Linked DNA regions of Mus musculus: region 1 is linked to region 2. Evidence: chromatin contacts called from public Hi-C data. All regions are on one chromosome and are shown on one strand. Each heading gives the region's core, a stretch centred on a gene start, on an enhancer-like site or on the middle of the called end of the contact. The rest is flanking DNA. Distances are from core to core; before and after follow the strand shown.

Region 1 (7,723 bases), core at 1,646-4,145, 1.3 Mb after region 2:
GAGACAGATGTTGGAGTGAATCAACTCAAAGCCCTGGATTTGGGCCTGGGTAGTAGTTGTGCCAGTTTTCCTGTACCCACAGCACCAGGGAAGCTCTCTACCATTGCTTTGGCTAGTTTATCCAATGACAGGTCTCCTGTTCTCGTGACCACAGGGCCAGCTCTATAACCTGTAGCAGGTGGTATGGAGCATGGTAAGGGTGGGGGGAAGGCATTTTTTTTCCTTCATACACACGACTTAACAGCAGAAAAGTAGCAGGGTTAGCTCTTCCAAGTGTTGCAGGTGGTAAGAGATGGGGCCAGCTTTCCCACTCTTATGACCTGGGGACAAGTTCTTTTACTTGACATAGGTGGAGAGGGGCAAGGGAGAGGTTTTGCTTTGTTTTGAGCTTTTTATTTTAACTCTGTACCAGTAATGTAAACTGGAAATGGTTGGGTGATTTTTGCATAAGGGACCAATGAGATCAACATAAAGAAGATTGACACTTCTTTCTCTTTAGAGTCTCAAGTTATTAAGCTAACTCAGATACATTAAAATAGCTCTCAAGTGAGTTACAGCAGCAGGAGATACCTATGGCCAATTTTATTGTAAAAACAGAAGTATATAATTGACTATTGACCTAGACTGGTATTTATACAGCGAGTGGGGATAAGCAGTCACTTAATTACCCTGTGAATATGCTTGAGGAAGGTTAGCTATGAGAGGTGTGCCATCTTCACAGCACACCATAAGTGAGATAGGCCATGAAAGATACAAGCATCTCTGAGAATAGTAATCTCTGATTACTGGTTCTGCTTTTTACCTGCCCTATAGAATGTGTAGAAGCATGTCAGAATTGGTGTGCAATTTCCATGAGCCAACAAACAGTATACATAAGACTAGTGCTACAAACAGCAGAAGACTTAGACAAGTAGGTGATTTTCTCAGGGGCCTCGAGGCCAAGGCTATGTCGTCAACTGGCACAGCTATGGCAAAAGTCATGCCAGAGTTTCTGGATCTCTGATCCTACTTTTAGCGGGTGAGAAACTGGAATTCAGATAAAGCAGTACACTTGAGCACTAAAATAAATAGCTAAGGTGGGACTGAGCCAGGAAGATAAGATTCTCATACTCCATGATAGTCAAGGTGGAAGCTGAACTTGCACAATGAAGCTTCTGATTGATTATGTGAAAATAGGAAGCATGGAGTACGGGCATCTCAGGGACTCAGGTGCCCTGGATTCCTCCAGGTCTTATCAAAAAGCAAACAAAAATGTTTGCTCAGTTCTAATCTTTCTGGTAGAAGGTGATGATGCATACTCAAGAGCTGTGGAGTTTGCATTTCATTTCCTGATTTTGGTTCCTGTGCCTTTGTGTTATAATGGTTTAACTAAATCAAAATATGTCTACCAGAATTCATGTCCATGCATGGCTCCATGATATTGTCAACCAAAATAAAGTTTTATATTGGCATAGAGGGCAGAGTGAAACGATCATAGTTGCTCTTTCAGGACAGCTGTTGGGCCTTGGCGATGAAGACCTCCTGTTTTGGGTGTGCTAGTGTGTTGGTCAGTGTAGGGAAGCATCCAGGTGGCACTCATCCTACTCCAGCCACGCCTCCTTCTTCAGCTTTCTGTGAGCCAGGATCCCATCTAACTTTGTAATAAGAAGCTTTTCCTGTGGCCCAAAACTGAACAAGGTGAGCTTCAAAAACACCCAGTGTTGTATTAAATATTTTTAAAAATCCCAGTGGAGGGAAGGTTCCTGCTACCTACCCCAATGGTTTGTCTTCCCAAATGAAAGAAACACACACAGCCTTTATATTTTGATATGCCTTAATCAGCTCAATAGCTGGGCCACTGCCTAACCTCTCTGTGGTTAATCCACCCAAGCTATTACCTACTAAACTCTATATTCTATCTTGGCTGCCCTGGACCCAGAAGGCTGCCTAACTGGACCATGCTCTCTAGGTTCTATCGCATACTGGCTATATCTCTGTCCTCCACTATTCTCAGGCATAGTGTCTCCCCTCTCCTCCACTCTCCCTGCATGGCAGATCTCCTCTTCTTCTCCCCTCATTCCTGTCCCAAGCCTGGGAATACTCTAATCCTGCCTCTGTCTGCCCTGCCTAGCCATTGGCAGTGAGCAGCTTTATTACCAATCAGAATCAACTGGGATCAGGGTACCTCAGTGTCTTATATTGGAACTGTCATATGTAAGCAATTTGGGGGACCCAAATTAACATTAGAATAGAAGCATCATTAGGCCAAACTCAGTACAACCCAGGGGCTCCAATATACTCTTACCTGCTCCTATTCATACCAGATTTCTTTTTTTTTTTCCTTAAAGACAAATCTTGCTGAAGCCATGATCTGAACTACATAAAAAATCAATAGACCTACATGAACTCTTCATCAGCTTCCCAGCTTTATACAGAACCCCCACTGGTAAGCTTCTGCTCCATGTGTTCGGTGTTGAAAGTACTTCTCTGATCAACCCATACCCTGACATCAGGACTATACCAGAGATCTATTTTATGACTTAGGGACAGAGACTGACATACTCCTGAGCATGGGTAAAAATGGAGTATTCAGGGTGGGTTCCCAGGGTTCTACAGCATCACAGAAAACACAGCACACAGACTGACACCAAATCCTATGGGAACCTGAGAGGTGAGCACCCATGCAGGAATCAGGCCAGGGATAAATACCTGGCCATGCCTTGTGAAGGGAAAGTCCCACTTCCGCAGGTTCAGAGAGAGAGGCTCTAGGAGAAGAGCCTGGGATCTACTGTGGCTAGATCTTACCTAAAGAGTCTCGATTTTAAATGTATGTAACCACAGATAACACATGTCTAGGGTTAGTAATTTCTTTCTGCAGGCCAGACTGGCTCACAGTAAGCATATACTACAGAGGTAAAAGTATCTGGGTTGAGGTTTCTGCACCACCACTCAGATATGTTACTTATCCTTTGACAAATGACTGGGGTTAGGGAGGTGGATCTTCATGTCCTTTGTCTCTAAGCTGTCAGTGAGAACACTTATCTCCTCTGATGTCTATTAAGACCAAAAGAGTACCTAAGATACCAGAAAAGGCTATGAGAAAGAAAAACTAGTTGTTCACTAATCTATGACAGAGTGCCTCCTAATCACTTACAAGCTGACGTCCTGTCATTACTGAGGGCTCGCTTTCAGAATTACTTTGTGTGTGTGTGTGTGTGTGTGTGTGTGTGTGTGTGTGTATCATTGCTTGCTCTGAGAAATGGTGAAAGGAAACAGGTGAAATAATTTGCTTTTAGTTTCTTCAGTGTTTCTCATATTGTGTCTTAAAAATATGACGAGTTGGGGCCAGGCAGATAATTCGGTGGATACAAGATTTGCTGCACAATATGAGGATAAAAGTTCAGACCCCAAGAATGAATGTAAGTTTCATGTGAGTATAAAGGCCTGCCTGTAATCCCAGGTCTTTATACTCACATACTCAAAGAGCATGCCCATGCAAGATGGCTAGCCAAACCAGCCCTGCATGTGAGCTCTCCTTTCATTTGAGAGGCCCTTGAAGGGACTCTGGCCAGCTTGAGTGTGGCGAGCATGCCTCTGGCAGGCCTTACTTACCCTTTTGCCCAATTCTCTCTGCCTTGCTAAAAATTGTTAGATTACATATGTGAAGCTAGCCCCCAAGGTCTATCCCATTAGTTGTACCAATCCCTCCTTCTCTGGCTGATTACCAAGGTCCAGCTATCAAAGTACTGAAGACTGGCAATCAGCCCTCTTTGGTTCACCTAATTAACATACACAATTAAAATTAAACACCTTGTCCTAACACGAGGTCTCCCCTTTATAAGCTGCCACTTTCCTATGTGCCACCTCTGTCTCCTCTCTCTCAAGAGGCAATCCTTTGTCCTTCTCCCTTGCCCCTTTCCTCCCCTCTCCTTTGTCCCCTTTTCCACTCCCTCTTTCTCTCTTCCTGTCCTTGCTCCTTATCCCTGCCTTCTGTCCCTCTGGAACAATACATTTTCCTTATACTGAGAACTTGGTCTTTGGGGTCCAAGCTAACACTTTTCCTTTCATCCCTGTCTCAATAAATAATGTAAAGGAAGACTTCACTGTCAGACCTCCACATATATATGGAGGCATATGGGTCCATACCCATTCAAAGGTGCATATACTCACCCATAGACACATGTACCAAAACAAACACATGAGTGCAGGAGGGGGGATATAGCTCAGTGGTTAGGAGGTGGAGTTCAGTTCTCAGTGCACATGTCTTATGGTGAACAACTGCCTGTAACTCCAGCTCTAGGAAATTCAACTTCTTTCTGGTCTTTATGTGTACCTGGACACACACACACACACACACACACACACACACACACACACAAATAAATCTTTAAAATAATGTCTGAGGTGGGAGCTGGAGATATGGCTCAAAGGTTAAGAACTGACTATTCTTACAGAGGACCCAGATTCAATTGGTTGCTTGTACCTGTACAGTAGATCACAGCTGCATGTAATTCCTGTCCCAAGGATTCTGATGTGTCTTCTGACCTCCACATGGAACAGGCACACACATAGTAAGCAAACATACAAGCAGACAAAACATTTATACAATAAAAATAAATAAAGATATAATATAAAAAAACAAACAAACAAACCTCAGTTGCTTTTCAGCTGTTTCCAACACACAGTTCAGGGTGTGAGATGTTTCATTTCTTTGATGAGTGACCCCCATCTCTTCTAAGTTTCAGGCTTGCAAAAAGAATTCTCATGCTGGTACTTTCATATTATAAGGTACTGAGCATATCAGAAGATGCCACTGGAGAAATTTCAAACAGAAAGACTGGTATTTGTTCCCCACTTAGCCATAATGCTAAGGACCATTGTCATTCAAAAGGCTCCTGTTGTTCAGTCACTCATCTTGCTGAGAGTGATTCTCAAAATTTCATGAATAGTAAGATAGTTTCTGGTTCCCTAGATGTTAAAATATGAACAAAGGAATTCATATTAAATAGCATTGAATAGAGCCTTTGCAAAACAAAAAACAACAACAACAAAACAAACAACCCCCAAAAAAAGAAACAACGAAAAAAAAAAACATTGCAAATTGAAATAACAATAACCACAACAACAAAAAGTCTAAGAGAACAATCCAAGTTATATAAAGAAAACCACCTAGTATTTTTACAAGTCTCAGATGTGTTATCTGTGTCCTTTCTAGGGCCTTCCTTAAGATATTTACTGTTATGTCTAGAGAATGGGAAAATCTGGTTTCCAATGATGGTATATGGCACTCATGGGTGAATAGGTAAGTTTGAAAAGTCACATGCACGACAATCCTGCTCATTTGAGTTTGAGGGCTTGAAGACCAAACCAGAGAAAACAGGGACAGAAGGATTCAAGGCCTTAATCCCTCTGGGAAGGCATATTGAGGTGAGAAAAATCATGGGAGAAATTAAATACAATGCATAACACATTCATTTAAGTCAAAACATATAACCTGATGTGGAGAGAGGGAAAAAGAGAGGAGAGAGAGAGAGAGAGAGAGAGAGAGAGAGAGAGAGAGAGAGAGAGAGAGTCAGGGAAGAGGGGAAAGGCAGAGACAAGGTTCTAGAAATTCCCCATGGTGCTGAGATCTCACAGACCCATTCGCCCACCAAGCCTACATTCCAATGTTTCCTCTGTGAGAAGAGAAGAGAACTGCTCTGATCTGGGCTATCTTGTCCTCCTTGCTTAGCCTCTTTACCTGCAAGTGTCAGGTGTTAGAAAAGGAAGCCAGCACCAGAGAGAAACAGAGCAAGGAAGGGCTCTCCTGCCCCACATCCCACCGCTATAAAGGATTCCAAGAGCTGAACCGGGCATTGTATATTTCATTTACAACGACTGTACAACAGCTGTATAATCGATGTTGTTGAAGATGTGAGTGTTGCTCAGAGTGAAGCATAAATGTCCACAGCGAGCTGCAAATGTGAATAAGAATGGCCTGCCTGCATAGTAATTGGTATTATTACTGGAATGAATGAGAAAGCCACATATGGACGGATGGGTGGGGCTACGAAGGGGTGAAACAGGAGAGACTAATGGTTGCTTTATTTTCTCTTACCCATGTCCCTTCTTTCAGATAACCAGTCATTGCAGGTGGAGGAAAAGGAATGAAAAGTAGAAAACACAGCAGGCAGAAGGTAAAGCAGTTTATCTATAACATGCCCTTTCCACTCCTATTAATTGTAGCAAATTATAACATGCATCCCCTCCTGCGGAGGAATCTATTACAAAGGGGTAGAAAGACAGACTTAGTCAACTGGGTGGGGGTTGGGGGGGGGAGACATCGGAAAGAGAAACACTTCAGGTTAATTGGAGCTAAGAATATAAAATACTCATCTTAAAGTGTGTGCTTCAGTTATGAGAAGGAAAGTGTCGAGATCAAAATGTTTTCTGTGCAGGATTCAACACAGCATGGGTGTTTTGAAACAAGCGGTAATCATTTCTCATGGAGAAATCAGAAGCAGCAGCTCCTGCTTAGGACAAGCGCAAGAGAGACCAATTCTAGTCTCCCTGGGGACCCTGGAAGAGACACATAGGCAGTCGGTGAAGGAGTCGCTTGAACCAAGCGGCTGCAGTAGTGACAGGGATTATGAGGCAGTTCAATTGCTTAATGCTTTATTCATACAGTAGAAATGACACGGAATTCCCCTAGAATTCTAAACATTAGGAGGGAACAAATTTTTAGTTTGAAAAAAAAAAATCAGTGTGACTTCTATACAGCTCTCAAAGCAAATGAATTGGTCAACTCTGTCATCAGGAAATAAGAAAATGTAAGGATTATTCCCTTGGCAAGCCAGGCTCCCTGATATTCTTTGAGAGACGAGGAATTTTGAGCCTGATGCAGAAACAGCCTGTGCCCGGCTCAACAGAGCTCTGCTCTGCTTGCTCTCACCCTGGTAGCATCCATGCGGCATTAGAATCTTTATTAGGACTCTATTTAAATATTTTTTTAACTAGAAATTATTTCTCTAAAGTAATAAACAGTGCACCAAACAACACCAAGTTAAAAATTCTTAGAAAGAAAGGCAGGGAAATTAGATACAATTTTCACACAGTTCTCATGTAAGCACATGAGAATAAAGAGGGGTCCCTCTCACCCTTTTTTTTTTTGAAGACCATCTTTGTTTACTTCATTCCCAAGTATTAAGAGATTGTGTGATCCATTTGCATAGGGTAACTAACATATACCACATCATTTGCACGTCTGCAAGTACACGTGAGTAACCGTAATTACACGTGACACCAATTACTCTATTACTTTGTATTAAATTATAATGGAAAATTCCACTAGAGAATTGAAGCCTAATTGCATCTTAATTTGCATAATTTTGCATATTAATTACATCTCCGATGAATAATAAATTTCAGCAGATTTTTAATTTATGCATAGACACAAAAACAAGTGGAGAAATAATTTAGAAAAAAAAATACCAGCAACTATTACTTAGGGCATTCAACTAATTTTGCTTAGTTTAGCAAAACAAAACTTGGTTTGTTTGATATGGCATCTTTAGGCTGATTGCTGTTTATTGCATAATATGTCTCAAAGCATAGGTGCAGACATGGCTTTTCTTAATAAAAGAGGAGGGGGTTCAATTATAGCATTTTAAGTTTAGAGATTTTATAGTTTGCTAAACCTGTTTTGGGGATAACGTCTCTTTTTAGTTGGAAATATCTTTAATTGTAATTCCTTTTTAAAAACTGA
Region 2 (7,436 bases), core at 2,659-5,158:
TCACGAAGATTAGTTTGTCTCTGCCTCCCAAGTGCTAGGGTTAAAGGCAGCCACTGTCAGCCAGGCCAGAGGCAAAAAAAAAAAAAAAAAAAAAAAAACAAAACACACACATATATATATAAAACATGTGTGTGTGTATATATACATATATATATACATACATATATGTGTGTGTGTGTGTGTGTGTGTGTGTATACATATAAAGAAAAGATGTGTTGTCCTGAAATTCTTCAGTAATTAAATACTGCAATGACTTCTAAAACTGACTAAACTGATTTTATAATGGATTATTGCTCAACACACAAAGTACTACAATGTTTCATATAAAAGTTTTATACAGATTTCTCTAAGATCACCTGTATTATAAAAAGATAATGCAGTGGCAGTGTTAAAAAGAGATAAGAGTGACAGTGTTTCTGACACTAATGAGAAAATACTGTTTTTCCACTAAAGTTCCAAGATATTACTTAGTATGTGTCAAAAATAGGATGTTTTCTCAGCAGTACACCATAACAAAATGACGTAGGAACACTTCTAAATGTCATTATTCTACATAACCAGTCAAGACTAATTAGAAAGGTCTATTTCTGACATAGTATAATTTTAATAGCTTTTGTTTGACCTAAATATGTTAATGGTATTACGGAATATGACAATAAAACTTCACCCTCCCCCAAAATAAATAGTATTGGTTTTACAAAAGAATTACACTAAAACTATAAAGAGATGGTGAAAAAATCCTACAAGCAATAATAATTTCTCAAGTTTCAGACCACACAGCATACCATACTACTATCCTACTGATCTATCCATATGGAAAGAACTGCCTAAACAGACAGTAAAGCCCCACTATTCACACCGACACAGAGGAAGACACACAGAGAGAAGTCAGGGAAGGTGATATATTAATTTGCAGTAAAACATATACTATTCAACTTAAAATATAGTCCTTTATTTATGGGTTGCCCTTCCTACTTTTTCAGTGGCTAGTTTTTATTGCCCTTACTAGCCAAATAGAGGGCCAGGAATTTGATTAAGTTCTAAACCTAAATAATAAGAAAACAAGTGTAAAACGACAAATACAAAGAAATTTTATCAAAACTAGGCATTGGGATAGAAGAATAGGAAAAAGCCTTCCGTATAAAATATGCATGAAGGTGAAGGGAGGGCAGACATAGGTGGGCCAGGAAAGGCCTTCCAAGTCAAAGCAAAGAAGACACAGTTTACATTTAGCAGTGAAGAGATTGGGACAGCCAAACGTGTGAACAAGTGCGAGCAGAATACAACTTTACAGGTGTGTCTTACGCAGCTCACTCAGGAAGAGCAGAAGCACCAGGCACAGGGTATTAACAAGGGGACATTTTAATTCTTAAAATGAAAATAAAGCTCCTAAACAGCAACACTACAAAAATTCATCCCTTTACTTCTAAATAATAATTAATAATAATAATAATAATAAAAAGGAAGTTATACAAGATAATTAAGATTTGCAAGGATTCATAAGTCAGCCAATCAGAATCCCAAATTAGTATTAGCTATGTCAATCAGGAATGTGATTTATCCATCCAGTTTCTGTTTGCTTAAAAGTTGTAACAATAAAGTGAGTTAAGATGTGTAATGTATTTTAGGATATAAAGAAGCAAGGTAAAGTAATAACTAAAATTAAGATTATAAAACTTATGGGACTAGAAGTAGCTGCTATTAGACTTCCATAAAGACTTTCATAAAGCTCTTTAGAACTTAACTACTTAGCCTGTAAAGGGCTCTACGTTCAATTCCTTGTACCGTAGAAGTAAAAGGACAACCATTTTTATGTATGAAAACCAGAAGAAGTACATGGAATACTTTAAACTCTTTCATTTACATTATAAAAATTACATGAAGGAAAAAAAAAAAACAAATCCAGGTAGGACACCCTTTGTGTGGCTCTCAACTGTTTAAAATATGTGCTTCAAATACCAAGAACACACTGCCCAACTGAGGCTACACTTGAAGATATCAGACACAATGATTTTGCCAATCGAAGAAACTTTCAACCAGCATTACACACGAACCCAAGATTCCGAGCCTATGCCTTAATAAAAACTCAATGAACTGGGAAGCGAGTCTTTTAAGAAGTACGCCAAACCATTTTAACAAAAATAAATAAATAAATAAATAAATAAATAAATAAAACAAAAATGTGGTGCAGGCACCACACAGCATACAGAGCACACAATTTGTACTTCTTTTCCTTCTCCTGGAATCCAGCGTTGGTTCACTCTACTTCCCCCAAGCAAACTTTATTAGTGCACCCTGACACTGAACTTTCCTATCAGGCCACCTCTTCATTCCAAGGGGTGTGTGTGTGTGTGTGTGTGTGTGTGTGTGTGTCCGTCCTTCACAGACACGTAACTTCATTTCTATACACAGAAGATATTTACACCTTTTGTATTGAACAAGGTCTTGTCCATCACCACGTGAGAAATGCAGAATAACAAGTTGTATCAGTTACCACATCCACTGAATTCCTATCACATTTTTAACAAGAACCCAACCCCCAGGGACTCAGGTTTGATCAACGCTCTCTATCCCACTGCAGCTGCCCTTTCCATTCTATTTCGGACACCAAGGAAGTCCTGGAAATAGAACTGAACCAAAGACGCATAACGGAAAAGTGAGTTTCTTTCCCACTGTATTCCAAGAGTTCTTTTCCAATAGTGCATCCTGTGCCACAGCACACTAATAAGAGGTGGTTTGTGGACTACACTGTGATGGACTACGCGTACAAAAGCCCTAGCATTTCAGCACAATCCACCTCAGGCAGTTTAGCATGTAACCTGCATAGTAAAGTTTCAGTCCAGTTCAGAATTGAGAAATGGGGACTCTGCAGAAAGTGATGGGGGGGGGGGGGTGGAAGTTGAAGGGTTATAAAAGATGTAACCTTCAAAAGCTGTTACCATTCTCAAGCGCTGAATTGGTTAGTAAGTCGTCCTGAAACTATTAGTAACTAGGAGTGACCAAACTCTAGGTCGCATATCTGCACAGAATGTATTGGAAGAACAGTACATTTCCAGGAAAACAGAGGGGGCAGGGGGAACTCTCCCAAGTCGTTCTCCTCGGGTCCTGCCAGGCCTCGAACTGACAGATGCCGGCGTGACTAACTTAAGTAGCACTAAGGCAAATTAAGGCAGGAGAGGGTTTCTCTCCTCCGAGGCTGCTCGGCTCCGGGCTCCAGCCGCCTGACTTCCGGCCTGGGAAGGAAACGTGCAGCCCAGGGCTGAAAGAAACAGGGAACCGGCCAAAGAGGAAGTAGAGCTGGCTGAGCAGCTCGGCAATGCCCGGTAGCTGCTTCCCGAGCTCGTCCGGGAGCGAGGACCGAACGGGGACGGGGACTGGGACGAGCGGGCTGAGAGAGGCTGCCTCGCCCGTGTGCGCGCTCGCCCTTCCGCCCGCTCGCCCGCCGGCCCGCAGCGGACCGAGCCCCAGCCCGCCTCCCTTCCCAGCCCGCGCGCAAGCCGCGGCCGGCGGCTCGGGCCTTCCCTGGCGGCGGGACGGGGCCCAGCGAGGCTGAGGGGAGGCCGGGGAGGGAGCGACGGCTGTGCAGCTGCCCGGGGAGGCTGACGGGGGAGGCGAGGCGCTTTTTCACCGTTAGCATCGTTATGTTATTTTTTTACCTGTAGCGCAGCAGGGCTCCCCAGCTCCTATTCCCTGAATCCTCCTCCCCTCCTTTCTCTCTCTCTCTCTCTCTGTCAGTCTCTCTGTCTCTCTCCTCTCTTTATCTCGCTCTCTCGCTCTCTCTCTCTCTCTCCCCGTCAGTCTGCCGGGCTCTCGTGGAACACGCCGGGCCTGGCCCGACCAGCAAGAGAATGGGGCGGGAGGTGGCGGCGGTGACCAGCGGCCACGTGACCACGCTCCCTCCGTAACGGCGTCCGCCTCCTGCTGCGCGCCCTCCCGGCGCTCCACCTCTAGTAACCCCGCGCGCCCGGGGACCCGTGCGCAGGCGCGCGCCCGGGCCTGGGACGAGCCAGCGGGTGAGCCGCGGGTGACCCGCGCTCTGGGAGCCTGGTGTCTTGGGGGATAGGTCGGGGTGAAGAGGGAAAAGGGGACGCCCGAGACCAATGGAGCTGCCTGGGCCATGCCGATGCGCATGCGCGCGGGGCCTCCCTACAGTGGGAGCCGGCCTTCTGCCACAACCCGAGGTCCCCCACTTGCCACCAGCTTCCCAGGGTGGGACTGGCATCGAGGAGATAAGTCAGGCCTGGGAACGTCCTAAGAATCTGGCACTCCTGCCTCGGATCGCACAATTTCCTTGTCTCCTGTAAATGGCCTTCCCTTCATCCTTGGTCTACAGCTGTACAGACTGATGACAGATAGGTCGTGCCACCCAATTTTGTAGGGACTCACTACCTCTTTGTGAAGACCTTCTTTGTATGAATCCAGAGAGGTGCTGTTTTTTGTTTTGTTTTTTTAGCAACCCCACACCTGTAAAAACACACAGGTTTTATCTTCTCAGACCTCGAATCTAGACTAATGACTAGTCATTAGATAGTTAATCTAATGAATGACAATTTTGGCAAATGACTAGACCCTGGTTTTACCGCCCTATGCCCCTGCTTAATCCTGACTTAAAGTTGCATTTAACCTCCAGCAATGGGAGGCTGGTATTTTCTTCTTCAATAAGAAAGTGGTAAATAGCTCATCTGAGTTGGAGAGAGAGAAAGAGAGATCTCTTATTAATCTGTCTTTACAAATAGCGCAAAAAAAAAAAAAATCAGTTGTTATGTTCAGATTATGGAAACCAAAACAGAGGTCAGAAAGTTAGCTAGCTTCCAAGGAAGGCATACCACACTTAACACAGTGATTCTCTTTTTTCTAATGCCCTTCTCACTGTAGCAGAAATTGAACAGGTTGAATAGAGTAAGCTATTAAAAGTTCTGGCTAAACTCATGATTACATTAGTCTCATGAACAGAATCCTAAGAAATAGGAAGATGCATCATGCTGTATTTGGATATTGCTCTCCCAGCTAGCAATACAGCAGTCAGCCACATGACTGGTATTCTACAATGTATAGTGGACTTTGTTCTCCGGCACCGAAATATCTCACCGCAGACCCTCATCTCCTTCCTGAAGTACTGACTATGCTGGTGTTACTGGGACTGTAGAGGTCCTTCAGTGTGGTCACCAAATGACAGGAGAAATCTCTATCCCCTCTTGGGACGCTTAGTCTCATAAATAGCATAATTTAAGAAGGGACCGAAGGGCAATTTCATTAGAGATGAAAAGAACATCTCTGAAGACTATAAAGCTCAGCTGCTTCTCAGAGATGGATAAAAGAAGACAGAAAGCAGCCATACCATTTGTGGTGATTAAATAAAAATCGCCCCCGTAGGCTCATGTGTTCGAATGGTTAGTCACCAGAGAGTAGAGTGATAGAAGGATTTGAAGGTGTGGCCTTGTCAAAGGAAGTGAGCTTTTGAAACCTCAAAAGCTCATAGTGGGCCCAGTCTCTCAGCCTACAGATCAGGAGTAGTTTTCAGCTGCTTCTCCAGCACCATGTCTACCTGCATGTCTCCAGGTTCCTCACCATGATGATAATGGACTAAACTGACACTGTAAGCAAGCTGCCAATTATTATTTTCTTTTCAAAGAGTTGACGTGGTCATGGTGCCTCCTAAGACACCATTGAAGCTGGCACAGAGGGTAGCTACACGGCCAACCACCAACTGCATGGTATGGAAGGAGACTTTACAGAAAGAAAGAAAGAAAGAAAGAAAGAAAGAAAGAAAGAAAGAAAGAAAGAAGGGAGGGAGGGAGGGAGGGAGGGAGGGAGGGAGGGAGGGAGGGAGGGAGGGAGGGAGGGAGGGAGGGAGGGAGGGAGAGAGAGAGAGAGAGAGAGAGAGAGAGAGAGAGAGAGAGAGAGAGAGAGGTAGAAAGAAAGAAAGAAAGAAAGAAAACCCAGAGTGTTAAGGAAAACAAGATTAGGAAGAGACAGAAAAAATTCTAAAAGTAGTCTGACTTAACTAGCTACACAGCTGCAGCCTATACAGGGGATTGGGATTCTAGGTAGGAAAAAGGACAGGATTTCATTGAAAAGATAATTAACCCCACCTATCTCTCTAACTTAAGGTGAGTCCACCCTTCTACAGGCAGCCCTCTGGCCAAGTGAATGGCCCAATCCAGCTAGAATATTAGGTCTCCAGGCCTGAGAGTTAGTTCGCTGTCTTGATGGGGACTTAAATGCTAGGAAGAGTCAGCTAGGTCCCTGCTTGCCTAGTATATTATGTGACCAAAAATGCAAGAAGATATGAGAAACAGCCCAGTCATTCCCCACAACCTGCGTCCTGGTTGTTCCAAGATGGGCAGGCCCACCTGACCCCACTAAATGCAGCTCCACTATCCTTTAGATCACAACAGTAACTTAACAAAGGAACCAGTTCTCTCCTACTTGTTCTTTCTCCCCTCAGAAACAGTCTGTCTATAAGAGCTCAGTCTATAGAGCACTACGACAAGGTGGAGAATAACCCCTTAGGTTCAGTCTCCCAATGTTTTGTTTTGTTTTAAAGTAACCTTAGAAAAACAAACTGAACTGATGAATTCCATAGGATTCACTTATGCTACTTGTAATACAATTCAAGAGTTACAGCATCCCAGCATTGTTATAAATGTGGCAATATCTAAATGAACTCTTTGTCTTGGGTGACACAACTGGAAGCACAAGGGCCAGCCCTTGACTATAACTGGCTTTCTTTTCTTTTCTTTTCTTTTCTTTTCTTTTCTTTTCTTTTCTTTTCTTTTTGTGGTGGTGGTTTTAGGTTTTTTGAGACAGGGTTTCTCTGTGTAGTACTGGCTGTCTTGGAACTCACTCTGTCGACCACGCTGGCCTCAAACTCATAGAGACCTGCATGCCTCTCCGAATCAGAGTGTTGAGATTAAAGGTATGTGCCACCCACCACCTGCTGTCTAAGCCTCTGTCTTTATGAACATTCAACTCCACCCACCTAAGGCGGCCTAACGTGGTAATAAAATGTAAGTCCTGTGGTATGGCGTTGTCGACTGGAAAGTGAGAGGATTGTAGTTTTCTCTTTTTCAATCTTTTATCATTGTTGCTGTTTTTACAATAAAATCTGGTACACTCAGTTTCCTCCCTCGTGGTTTTCTTCCTCCTCTGAGGAGCTGAGGCGAAACACCCTCATCTCATCCTCTGCCCCACCCTCACACTGCAGCTACAGGACGAAGGTTTGGCTCTAGAGACATCTTAACTCTCATTCTAGTCATAGCAAATAAAATTGACATTATTTTTTAGAATGCCTACCAAGAAAATGAAAATAAAGATGCTGAAACCAGAAATCAATTTGTATGTAGTGTCTGCATACCTATGCGTGATAGACTTCTGGCTCCTCCTCTCTTCCAAATCTATTTTTCTCATCTTCCATTGGAATTGAGTTTCAGCTG

The links. Hi-C and Micro-C count contacts between places; a contact is called where the count stands out from the background.
Region 1: a Hi-C map of Th1 cells shows a contact between it and region 2, with 3 times the contacts expected there. The contact joins the enhancer-like site here to the promoter of Tbc1d5 in region 2. A contact is called at or near these places in 6 of 39 promoter capture datasets (the C10 cell line, cranial neural crest, frontonasal cranial neural crest and 3 more), 1 of 15 datasets of contacts at CTCF or cohesin (pro-B cells), 1 of 484 Hi-C or Micro-C datasets (Th1 cells), 3 of 115 datasets of contacts at active chromatin or transcription factors (astrocytes, large pre-B cells and memory CD8 T cells) and 1 of 9 other capture datasets (embryonic trunk).

The regions. Positions count from the first base shown.
Region 1 is chr17:52,452,951-52,460,673 of GRCm38.p6, forward strand. No RefSeq gene overlaps it. Among named protein-coding and RNA genes, the nearest start is that of Gm27217, 150 kb to the right of the region's middle. Within about 2 kb of position 2,896, at least 13 of the 459 cell types and tissues checked have an H3K27ac peak or open chromatin away from gene starts, as enhancers often do. A contact at or near this core is called in Th1 cells, where this site is marked.
Region 2 is chr17:51,175,444-51,182,879 of GRCm38.p6, forward strand. Tbc1d5 (TBC1 domain family, member 5) reads right to left here and starts at 3,909. Exons shown (of 22, transcript NM_028162.4): 1 at 3,657-3,909.